Regions from separate parts of the Mus musculus genome. Here region 1 is linked to region 2. Evidence: chromatin contacts called from public Hi-C data. All regions are on one chromosome and are shown on one strand. The core of a region is the stretch at or near the end of the contact, and the rest is flanking DNA. Distances in the headings are between cores, read along the strand shown. Region 1 has its middle 22 kb from the start of Lmo1. Region 2 overlaps Gm32309 (a long non-coding RNA gene).

Region 1 (6,353 bases), core at 1,539-4,038, 230 kb after region 2:
GCTTCCTCTACGTCTTCATACAAGCCAAGCGCCTTCCTAGCTCAAGGTTACAGAGCTCTCCCCTTTGCCCATATACAGCACGTGATGCTTGCCCCTGCAGTGTGCCTCCTCATTTGAGACATATTCCCTTCCCTTCCCCACTCCTGTCCCCTTCCCCTGCTGGCTTTGTGTGCACAGTATTTATTGCCACCTGAATATTTTCTGTAGCCTAGGAGCTGGGATACGTGTCTCTCTGTGGGGGAAAACCATTCCTTTTTCCTCCTGTCTCTGGCTCCTGGGCTAGTACTTGGCATGTGGTATGCCAGGGACATTTGTAGGTCATATGGCTGGTGACACTGAGTGTGGAGATCAGGGTTCAGTGGGGGTGAGCTTCTTGGGTGTCAGAGTAAGTTAGGGAAGGAACATCAAGAGGTTGTCTCTGCTCACACAAGCCCTGGAGAGTGGAGAGTGGTACTGAGCTACTTCTAGACGGTTCTGACCAGGTCCAAGTTTCTGGGAAAGGATGCTATACAGAGCTTTTCCAAAGGGCTGAGAGGGAAGGAAGAACATTCTTCAAGATTAGGGTTCTTAGTCGGGCATGGTGGCATATACCTTTAATCCCAGCACTTGGGAGGCAGAGGTCAGCCTGGTCTACAGAGTGAGTTCCATCCAGGACAGCTGAGATTACACAGAGAAACCCTGTCTCAAAAGAAAAGAGAAAAAGGATAGGGCTCTTGGGCTTTGGAAAGAGCTGTTGGTAAAGTTCTTGCCTCACAAGGACCTAAGTTCAATACCCAGAACCCATGTAAAAATCCAGTGCAACAGTGCAATACTGTGTGATCTTATAATCCCAGCACAGGATTCCAGCAGGCAGGCGGATCCCTGGGACGTGTTAGCTCACCAGCTTAGTCTTCTTGGTGAGTGAGTTCCAAGCAAGTGAGAGGCACTGTCTCAAAATATCAAAGTGGGTGTCACCTACAGGATGACTGCTAAAGTTGTACACACAGGCGGGCACACACAAATCAGGATTTGTTTTTCATTTTCAGGACTGCTATGTCAGTGCCAAGGGTGAGCTGGGTCCCCAGGGAAAGTGAGTCTGCTGGTGACAGAGGGGATAGGGGTTCTGTCACTTCACAAATACATGGCCCATGGGCTGGACCTGGTCTTGACTTTGCTGTAGGTTATCCCCTAGGGAACTCTTTGTTCTCTTTGAATGCCTCAGTTTTCCCATCTCTGAAATGGACACAATAAAACCCCAAAGTGACTTTGACAGTGTTGGGACTTGCAGATAAGGAAACAGAGGTCCTGGCTCCACCTTTTATCCCCTGCACCTCTGTGTTCAAGTCCTGGTTCAGGCAGTTGGTCTTTTCTCATATTTAGACTTGTCTTCACAAGTAGGCCTTGGACCCCTCAGGGCAGAATCATACATGGTTCCTGCATCTCCCAGATCTTCAAGATAAAGCAGTCAACAGATGCCAAGTGAAGGCTTGGCTAGGAAGAAGGCAAGATGGGTTGCCCGGGACTATGAACAGAGATAGAAGCAAAGGTAAGATTCTCACCAGGACTCCTTGATCCTCCAATCCTGGAATCTAGGACAGAACCCACCAATTCATTTTATCATCTATTAATAAAGCTAAGCACCTACTACGTGCCAGTAGCTACTGTAGTACTTGAACCAGAGTAATGACCAAGCAAACAAGTCCCTGTCCTCTCTGGGAGCTTACATTCTAGAGAGAGAAGCAGCAAGCAAGCAATGGGGAACAGGGTCAATCCATGCACAAAATACCTGAGGTGAGGAAAAGCAGAGGTGGAGACTGGGGTGGCCCCTGCAGATCAGGAGCCAAGACCTGTAGAACAAAACAGGGAAAATCATCACATCAGAGCAGATAGGAGAAGAGTGTGTGCAAAGGGTCTAGGGCCGCCTGGATCTTAAGTGGTTCTGAAGAACCAATAGCAGGCCAGGTAGCTGAAGGTCCATGGAGTCACAGTGAGGAGAACCAGGCTTGGAAACTGGAGAAGCAGACAGGGGCTGGACCATGGCCTCAGTGAGGAATGTGAATTTTACGAGCAGGGAGATAGGAAGTCAATGAGAAGGATCTAAGCAGGAATTAAAAGATATGATTGGCGTCTTGAAGGATCACCTTGACCCTGGAGTTGTTGCTGGGACTGGCGGAGGAGCCCAGGGGATCTGTGGCCCTTGTTCAAAGGGAAGGAAACTCTACAGCCTGAGAACCAAGGCTATGGGCAGCTGCCAGAGTTCGTCTTTCCAGGGCCCTGGGCCCAAGGTTCTGGTCCAGAGGAGCCCAGCCAAGCTCTCTCCCAGCCCCTCCAGCACCCCAGGGTGCTACAGAAAACCTCGCTTGCAAGATGTCTGGGCCCCCACTCCTTGATTATATTAATGCCAAAATGTATTAAAGAAGCGTGGTAGAAATGCTATTCTAATTGTTTCCTACACAGGCCACTGGGAGGGAACTGATTGGACACAGCTCACAGGCAGTATGTTAATACGCTATTTTCATATGATGATAGCTTTGCATAATCTTCCCTTCTCCCAGCTTTGCAGGGACCTGTTGTTAACCAAGCCCCAGGAGAGTAGGGGAAAGGCAATTTGACTTCAAGTCCACTCCCCGCCACATTAATTAGTCATGTGGCTGGGGAAAGGTGTGCTCAGTCAGTACAAAGTAGACTTTATAATTTATACACCAGCTGTTTCCGTCCATTCTCCTCCCTGCCTGCCTCTAATGAAATCGTGTTACCAGAGAACTGACTGGCCTGAATTGAGCCTTTAATCCCATTGACCCTGGCCTGGCTGCTGGGGCCCAGGGGAGGGGGGTGGGGCCTTTCAGCAAGGGGCTATGATGAGAAGACCCCAGCAAGCTGGACCGGTCACCCTCCCCACACCCGCTCTGCAAGCCCACACAATGGAGCAGCTTGAGGTGGGAGCCCCCGCCTGGCTGAGCGGCCCTCTTGGGGATCCCTGAAGGCTGGGATGGCTCCCGTTTATTGCCTCATCTTCTGAGATCCAGCGAAGCACAGCATTCTCATCTAGGTTGTTCCTTTACTTAGAGAACAGGGCAGGCCAGACTGCACAACCAATGAGCTCATGCTTGCTTTGCTGGCCACGGGGGCTGCTGGGAAAACAGAAGCATGAATCCATGGAGAGAAAGGCTGCAGCCTAGCCCCCCAGCTGTAAGCTTGTGCTCCCCAGACCCACACCAGAGCCCAGAAAAGAGATGGGAACAACCTCTGAGCCTGGTTCTGTGGCCCCAGAAGGGCAGTGCTATGAAATATAGGTCAAAGGGATATGGTCCCCAACTCCCAACTCCCATCCCCCACAGAAGAAAATCAAGCAAGACCAGGCACCCAGAGCCATTGGAGCAAATGCCTACAGGACGGTGTGCATTTGGAGAACAGGAATAAACAGAGCAATTAGCACCATGGCAGCCTCTTAAACAAACACATGGGACCAAGTTGTGGCTGGGGAGGCTCCTGCATGTGTTAGGGGTGAGGCCACAGGGCAGGCTGATTCCAGGGAGGCTGGGAATGAGGGTGCTACGGCGCTTGTGTAGGGACTGGAGTGCTGCTGGAGGGATGTTGGCAGGATGGGATGATATGGTGTAGCTTCTTGGCTGCCATCTTTCATTTGCTGTGAACCCCAATTCCTTCTTATGGAGGGCTCCTGAAAAGTTGCAGTGAGGTGTCTTGTGGCACCCTGGATTTCATGACACACGAGAGCCTTGTGTGGGCATCACTGATCCAAGATGACACCCCAGAGTCTCCTAAAGTTAAGTTTCTGGACTTTGCTGCCACCTTTCCCTGTCCCTTGAATACAGCCTTCTCCTCTTTCACCTGCTAAGTCTTAGATCCTTCTAGATGGTCCTGGATATTTCTGCTGCCATCCCCTCTGCCTAGCCTTTTTGGATCCCTCCAGTTATTTATGCATAACTCATCACAGCCCCTCCTGGATGGTAGGAACATCTCTTGTTATCCCTTGTACCTAGCATCCACAGGACAAGAGGCTTCTGAGTGGCTCTTCTGCCTCAGCCAGTCCTCAGTTTGCCCATTTTTAAAATGGGTCAATGATCTTTAAGAGTCACTCTGTCCACCTCAGATTCCCCACAGGATCCTCTCAGCCCTAAAACCACAGGCTTTACCCTGAAATGCAGAAGGGAAATGCTCCAAGCCCCTTGAACTTTTGGATTTATTAGCTCTGGATAGCCAAAGCTATTCTTTTGCTTAATGGCATTGGAAAAAACAAAAAGCCAACCTTATACCAGTCCTCTTTTTAATGAAAGTACAGGGAACATCGGGGGGACCTATACAGAGAGGGAAATGAAGTTGTCATTTTTCAATGTAATTAAACTTGGTTTTTCAAAAAAAAATCTGATCTGAAATGTGAATTAAGCTAATTACTTCTGGTGGCTGCAACATTGATTTCAGTGTTAAAGTTAATGGACTTTAATGGGTAGTGCCTTTCTTTTAGATGCAGCTGAGCCTTCTTGCTCAAGGCCAGGTTTGTCTACCAAAAAGGCCCCCCCAGGACCCTCTAAGTCCAACTCAGGGCTGCTGCCACCAAGGCCCTTGCAGGGTTGAAGCATCCCACGCAGGCATGGGTCTGGGCTCGAGGCCTTAGTTTCTGTCTTCCTCTTTGAAGTGTTCGTAGTCCAGGCACTCAGTTCGCACTCTCATGGATTAATATCCTACCACAGGGCACAGAGAAGGGAAGGCAGGAGTGTAGACGCTGGAGGAGCCATGCAGAAGAAAGGCCTAGGGCCTCAGCCTGAGGTGTTCAACTTACCCGTGGATGGCTGTGTGTGCGTGTTTGTGTGCATGTACATGTGTGTGTGTGCAGGAACACAGAGAAAAGAAGGAGATATGGGGGTAGGTTAGGGAGGCTGTCTCCTAGAACGGGTGGTCCAGAAACTGGCTAGCAAATACAGGAGTGAGAGGGGTGGGAAGCTAGCCCTCTGAGACCAGGACGGAGGGAGAGTTGGCTTGGCTACACTACAGTCTCCTTGCAGAAGAGGGTGACAGAGAGCTTGATGGCCAAAATGGGAAAGCTGAAGTGAAGCTCATATTGACTGTTAACTTGACCAATCTAGAATCATCCTGGAGACAAGTTTGCCCATGAGAGTTTCTAGATTAGATTAACTGGCATGGGAAGAATGTAGGCACCATCATTCCCCAGGCAGGGTCCCAGGCTGAGTAAAATGAGGGCAGAAGCTGGCACCAACATTCACTTCTTTGCTTCTTGGCTGTGAATGGCTTCTGACCAGTTTTCTCTCTGTGTCTCTCTGTCTCTGTCTGTCTGTCTCTGTCTGTCTGTCTCTGTCTCTCTCTCTCTCTTTCTCCTGTTCCTGATATCTTGCCTTCCCCACCAGGAAGAACCATGTTCTCGAACCTGTGAACCGAAATAAACTTCCTTCTCCAGGTTAATTTCTATTTTCAGGCGTTTTGTTGCTGCAATGAGAAAGTAATGAATACCTGTAGCTATGGTCTCTAACCTGTTGGAAAAAGAGACCAAGACAGCACCTGGAAGACCTTCCATCATCAGGAAAGAAGGGTGACTTGTGTCCTGAGTAGGATTGACTGCCTCCCCCAAGGACTTGAGTAACCCCCTTAAAATGTCATGGTGTCTAGCTGCCTGGAGATCTTCTCCTGCAGCTCTGTCTCAGAGGTGTCCTGTCCAAAGGGTGGCAAAATATGGGCCAGGAAGTTAAAGTCCAGAGTTCACCAGCCACCTTCACAAAGGGATTCTTTGGTCATGGGTAGAGATGTTGGGGGTGGGAATCCTTCATGGTCAGTAGAGCCACTTACACATAGAGAGAGGTATTGGTCAGCCAGAGGGCATTGCTCTGAGTCTGTGACTGCTGACAAATCAGGCCCTGATATGGGGCTTGAGCTGCCCAGGGGGCAGTCCTTGAGTCACTGGCAAATGGAAGCTCTAGGGTACCAACCTGGAGGTGTACTGGGGAGGACTGCAGGATACTCGAGGAAAAGCCAGCAAACAGAAACAGAACATTAGGGATGGATCAAGAGATGGAGTGAGGTAGTGAGAGATAGCTCCCTAGTGACTGAGTACGAAGGGGCTCAGCTTCTAGATGAGAACTGGGAACCAGAGCTTTCTGGCATCCTATCAGACAGTGCTCTGAGCTCAGCAAAACACACATGCCTGAAACACACACACACACACACACACACACACACACACACACGTGCGCAGAATGATGTGCTGAGACCTTGGTAGGTACAATAAAACTAAGTAAGACAATTCAGAATTGTGCAGATGATGGGGAGCTGCCCAAACTAACTTCTCCACCTGTCCCTTGACTCCCCACCACACCCATTCTGCTCACACCCTCCCAGCTCTTTAT
Region 2 (5,626 bases), core at 324-2,823:
CCCATGTGATCTATGGGGCAGAGGACCCTTCTCTGCTTGGCAGTCCATCACCAGAAGCTGAGACCTGGGATCCCACATCTGCTCAGAGGGGCTCTGGGGGCAATCCAGGGCCCGTATCAATGTTGGATGAGCCCGTGCTGTGTCTGCATTGCCTCGATAGCATCTCCCTCAGTCTCACTTTTAGTGTAACATGAGAACAAGCATACCAACCCCATCCAGGACTTGTGATCTTATTGCCCAGTGTCACCTACAAAGAGACAGGGGCTGGGGTGGAGAAGCTGGACAGGTCCCCTGCTAGCTAGCTGTATGTGTCTCTGGTAGGAGTTGGGGTCCAGTGGGGCCCAGGCTCACAGGACTAATAGGGCCAGCCTGGCCTCTTCTTGGCCTCTGGCTCTTGGTGCTGGGTTACACCTCCTCCTCCTGCCTCTGGCCACCTCACCTTCCCCTGGTGTCATCTGTCTGTTGGTTTGTCCCTGGGGCAGTTCAGCCCCATTCACCCCTATCCCCACCCCTTGCTCTGGGGGCTTCCTGCTGGAGAAGGGGTTGAAGGGGCAGCAGCTAGACCAAGAGAGACCCCCCTAGAGGAAGACAGTGGAATAACAACAGCAACAAAACCTTCACAGCAGGTGAGTGCCTCCCCCCTCCCCGACCCCCCAGTGCTGAGGGCAAGGATTAGGACCACCCACCTGGACTGTCCTGCTCTGACCCTGACCTTATGCCATGTCTGGAGATCTCAGTAAGTGTGCTGATCGTCCATAGACACCCTATATTTGTTAACAGTGTGTAGCAAGAGCCTATGTTCTCCAGATGTACTGATTCAGGGCATTATAGCCAGTGTACAAGTGCCTACTTTTGTAAACAGTTTATTGGTGCACTGCTAAACCTATGTTTTTAGATACTGTCAAGGCTCCTTCACCCTGCAATCGTGGGGCTAATCTGGCTCACACATCTAAAATATTTATTCCTTGGCCCTTTAAGAAAAACCTTGCAACCCTGTGAGTTATTCCCTAAGGCTGCCCTGCTTTTACCCCATGGTGGCCATTCTCTCGTGTCTTCCCACAGCTGCCTCTCTCCGCCCTGTGCAATCCCCACCCCACCCACACAGCCCATATACCCTGTGCTGAGTGTTCACCACTCCTCGGAACGTTACCTCAGGGACCAGTCGGCTCTGGTGATGACTTTTCCCTGGGAAGAAGTGAGAGTGTCTAGAAACTGAGCCTTCTGGAACCCAGCAGGGTTCAGACAGGCTGAGATGGGCTCTGGCCACTTCCCATGGGACAAACCAGGCGCTGGTGGCAGCTGAAGTCTTGCTGAAGGAGTAGGATTCACTGCAGAGTAGAGACGTATTCAGAAGGCTACAGTGTGTCCTGAAAGGGAACCTGTGATCCAGCCCCTCCCTCCCTGCTGCTCTGCTGTTTCCATACCCTGGGCCCCATGCTATATCCTATCTTCAAAGCCCCAAGCCTTTGGGAGCAAAACTAAATCCATTTCCTCGGCTTTCTGTTCACATTTGAGTTCAGGGGTGGGGACAGATAGGGACGGAAACATCACTCGACCTGAAGCTGCCTTCCTTCTCTGACACCACTAGGTGGCACTCAAGGTGCCAGCTCCTTACTGTGTTTCTGCAGCCTGAAAGGCTATGCTCACACTCACTGAACCCCACTGGCCTGACCTGTCTCTCCTAGGCTTCTCAAAAACACCTGTAGACTTGAGGCTCGGAGTGTTTCCTTGGGCAGAGACCATTAGGGCCCACCTCTAGTTGTAATTTGCTGCCCACTTATCTGTCTTCCCTTAGGAATTGTCAAAGGCTTAGGCCTCCTCTGGGCCTCTCAACTGGCCTAGGCCAAGCACAGTGTAGAGAGTGGAAGATTGGTGTGTCCAATGTATGAACTTCATCTTAGCTGTCTAGCATTTGCTTTCTTAGTATCCAGCAGCCCTGGGAGAATCAGGACAAAAAATCATAAGACACGGGAGTAGTGCTTCCCCCTCTGGCTTGGCTCTGGGTAGTGCCAACACCCTAGAGGTCCAGATATGAAATGAGACGCTCAGAGGCACCACATTGTGGGCCAGAGAAGGCTGTCTCTTTCCAGGTACAGATTTCTGGCCTCTGTCTGGAGCAAGGAGCAAATAGAGACCAGAGGCCTAAGCCAGGATGGATACTAGGGCCTGTTGTGTTCCACTCCTCACAGCTGGCCACAGCTCAATACAAAAGGCTCCCATCTATCAGTGTCCAGGGGTCCTAGGCATCACCTTTGAAGATGGCACTTGTGTGGGGTGTGGGTGGGGGAAGCACTTGCTTTGGACATGGAGAGATAATGTCAGCAGAGATGCTAGACCAAGCAGTAGGGGAAAGGCTGGACATAGGACTCTGCTTAGAGACTAGGGGCAATGGTGGATCCTTTGCGAGCAGTAGTTCCTAGGAAGAAGGGTGGGTAATCCTGTCTACTGTTTCCCATCATGTTGGCAGAGTTTGGGCCAGCTTGTTCTCTTGAGAGTGGCCCTGGGAAAGAGCCCTTAGTTGACATGCAGGTGTCATTTCCCTGTCTAGAACAGGGCTCCAGGAGAAGACTGGCATCGCTCACCTGGGTAATTACTAGTTTGGGTTCAATTTCCATTCAAAACAGTCATCCCAGCCTGAGCTGTGTCAGATCTGAAGGCTGATTATTACGAACATTCATCAACAGCCTCTCAGCTCCGAGCAATTACAGCTAACCTGCTATTCCCAGGAAGTCATGAAAGACTGCAGCCTCTTCCCTGCCCACCCCGTTACTCCCTCCCTGTTTCCCCTCCCCTCCTCTTAGCAGCCAACCCGAGGGAGGGCAGGAAGTGGAAGCTGCCTTATGAGTCACTGCTGCTCTGCGAGTAAGGGGCCATGTGCGTGCCAGGCACCTGTTTGTCCCAGAACCTCTCTTTATATCACAGAGACATGTGAATCTACATGCCATACACTCAGAACTGAGATGAATCTGTGCACTTGGCAGATGATAGGTAGCTCATGGACTGGTGGTACTTTGTCACCTGATATATTTTCAAAACTGTCCCACTCCTTCAGGCCCCAGAAAGATGAAGTAAGAGAGGCATTTGTCTCTCATGCATAATTAAAGGAGTCTCTAGAAAGCCCATTAATTAAACCAGGTGTGGTAACTCAAATATCTGTCATCACGGCACCCAAGGGCTGATGCAAGAGGATTGCCACAAGTTCAAGGCCAACCTGGTACATACAGTGAGTTCCAAGTTAGGCCATGCTAGATAGTGAGACACTGACTCAAAAAAACCTCATACATCAAAATAATATTTTCATACCATCTCTGAAAAATAATCAGGACCCAGTGAGGTGGCTCAGCTGGTCAAGTTTCTGTGAATTCCCGTAACCTGAGTTGAATGTCCAGGATCTTTGTTGTGAGAAAAGAGACGTGACTCTCCCCCCACACCTGCCCCCGTGCTCTTCTGGTTTCCACGTGCTTGCTGCAGCCCACGTACTAACTAATTGTCTTAAATATCAAAACAAAACAAATGCACAAACATCTCCAAGCAAGAAAATCCCAGGATTTGGCCTTGCTTATCTAACTCCACTATTTTCAGACATCGGTTAGTCGTGGACACATTTGTAGTTTTTTCTATTAAAGTGGTACATTTCATTGTAGAGCGAGTTTTTTAGTACATCCTTAAACTCTGCATGGCCCCAGCCTTGCCACCCTCACTCCCCTCTGGGAACTCACCCCTGCTTCCTTCAGTGCTCACGTCTACTGCCCTGAGTAGAGTGGCTCAACTGCTCTTCTGAGTGGGGGCCCTGAGTAGCAAGGACGTAGGGAAACCCTCCTGCCCCACCCCTATAACTGTCCTAATGTGCCCTTCCTCCATCGGTCCATCTGGACCCTGCATCATCCCCGAGAAGAAGACACCTCAAAGAAGGTCTGTAGGTTACCCTGGTAACTAGAAGACAGACCATGCTGGTCTTTTGCCCTTCCTGTAAGCATGTCCAGACAGGGCAGTGGAGGCAAGCACACAGCATCCCTGGCACGGGGATCTAAAGAGCAACAAAAGTGTCCTGTGTGTGTGCAGAAGTAGAGAAAATTACACTTGCCTGAATTCCTCCCAGGGAGAGGACAGCATGTGGCTGACAGAGGACAATGAGGATCTCATTTTGACAGAGAGATGGACCACTGGAACACACATGGATGCCCGCTAACCAGCCTTCTGCAGAGGGTAGGTCTTGTTTGTTGAAGGGCTCCCATTGTGGTAAATAGACTCTGTCAAAGAGGAAGCCCTGTCACCAGAGAACACCCTCTCTCTGCCATCACCAGGTTGTACTGAATTCTTCTAAGAGCTGAACAGCATTGCTGAAAGATCAGTGTCAATATGTTGCCAAGGTGCTAAGACTTGCCTCGTTATGGGGCCTGGGTCATTTGTCCATTCAATGTCAGGATACCTGTCTTGGTGAGGGGAGATGAGCAACAGTCTGAGGTGACATGTAGAGAAGCCTCTATGTCTTGCCTTCATATTCCATGATCTGCCTCGAGTACCCGCTGTACTACAGAGTGGGCTCATCACCCCTCTTGGCGGTAGAAGGTCATCTTGTCCCTTACATGTAGAAGCAGAGCATCATGTTCTGCCTGCCCACTCTGCCACATACTGAGCGAGTTTTTGAGCCTCAGCCTGTCTGTGAAATATTACTAGTGTCCACTGTAGAGGGGTGTGCTTCCCACTAAAGAAAGAAATGCAGAGTACTGCGACAGCTCAAACACACAAGGTCTATGGGACCCTAGAGGACAGAACCAGAACCAAAGCTCTTTCCTGGGCTTGAAGACCTGGCAGTGTACAGACCTAGATACTGAGTTATGCAAGTGTGAGGTTTTAGAGCCACTGTCCATCACCTCAAGGTCAGGGGACCCTGTGCCTGGGAGGTGTGCAATTTACCTAGCCTCTGGGAGGTGTGATAGCCTCTGGGAGGTGTGATCCTGGGGTCTGCAGTTTACCTAGCCTCTGGGAGGTGTGATAGCCTCTGGGAGGTGTGATCCTAGAGTCTGCAGTTTGCCTAGCCTCTGGGAGGTGTGATCCTGAGGTCTGCAGTTTACCTAGCCTCTGGGAGGTGTGATCCTGAGGTCTGCAGTTTACCTAGCCTCTGGGAGGTGTGATCCTGAGGTCTGCAGTTTACCAAGCCCCAAGATTACTTTTGACCATCCTTCCCTAATCCTCTCCAGGGTGTCATGGGCAGAAGCCTCAGTAGCAGCTGAACCTCCAGAGCAGCCTCAAGGTGAGAAGCATGGGTGCCCCTCCAGGGAACTGGCTTCAGTTGCTAAGTTCACCCTTTCTGTGTGACCTGCTTCTCCTGGCTTAACCCTGTGGACTGTGGAAGGGACCAAGGAAAATTAGAGAAAGTACTGGTCTGAGCTTAGTTCTGAGAGCTTGTCGATTCTAACTAGAAGTTTCTCGTCTGCTGAGACAGGACAGAAAGCATGTGGAGTCAGGGGAAGGTTATGAGAGATGCAATCTCCCCTTTCCGGTACAAGCACTGTGTGCTCCGTGGTGGATAGGGAAAAGCCAAAGCCTTGGCAGGTGCCTTAGTGGGCTGATTTGTATCATACACACTCCCCACCTGGAAAGTGCCCATACACAGTGCCGTGCC

What was found. A called contact is a pair of places that touch in the nucleus more often than the background predicts.
Region 1: a contact with region 2 is called in a Hi-C map of rod photoreceptor, with 2.6 times the contacts expected there. The contact joins two enhancer-like sites. A contact is called at or near these places in 1 of 484 Hi-C or Micro-C datasets (rod photoreceptor) and 2 of 9 other capture datasets (liver and pancreatic islet).

Annotation. Positions count from the first base shown.
Region 1 is chr7:109,193,968-109,200,320 of GRCm38.p6, forward strand. No RefSeq gene overlaps it. Among named protein-coding and RNA genes, the nearest start is that of Lmo1, 22 kb to the left of the region's middle. Within about 2 kb of position 2,789, at least 41 of the 459 cell types and tissues checked have an H3K27ac peak or open chromatin away from gene starts, as enhancers often do. A contact at or near this core is called in rod photoreceptor, where this site is marked.
Region 2 is chr7:108,965,583-108,971,208 of GRCm38.p6, forward strand. It overlaps Gm32309 (a long non-coding RNA gene), which reads right to left. Exons shown (of 3, transcript XR_003946849.1): 3 at 1-5,626. Among named protein-coding and RNA genes, the nearest start is that of Gm39067, 14 kb to the left of the region's middle. Within about 2 kb of position 1,574, at least 38 of the 459 cell types and tissues checked have an H3K27ac peak or open chromatin away from gene starts, as enhancers often do. A contact at or near this core is called in rod photoreceptor, where this site is marked.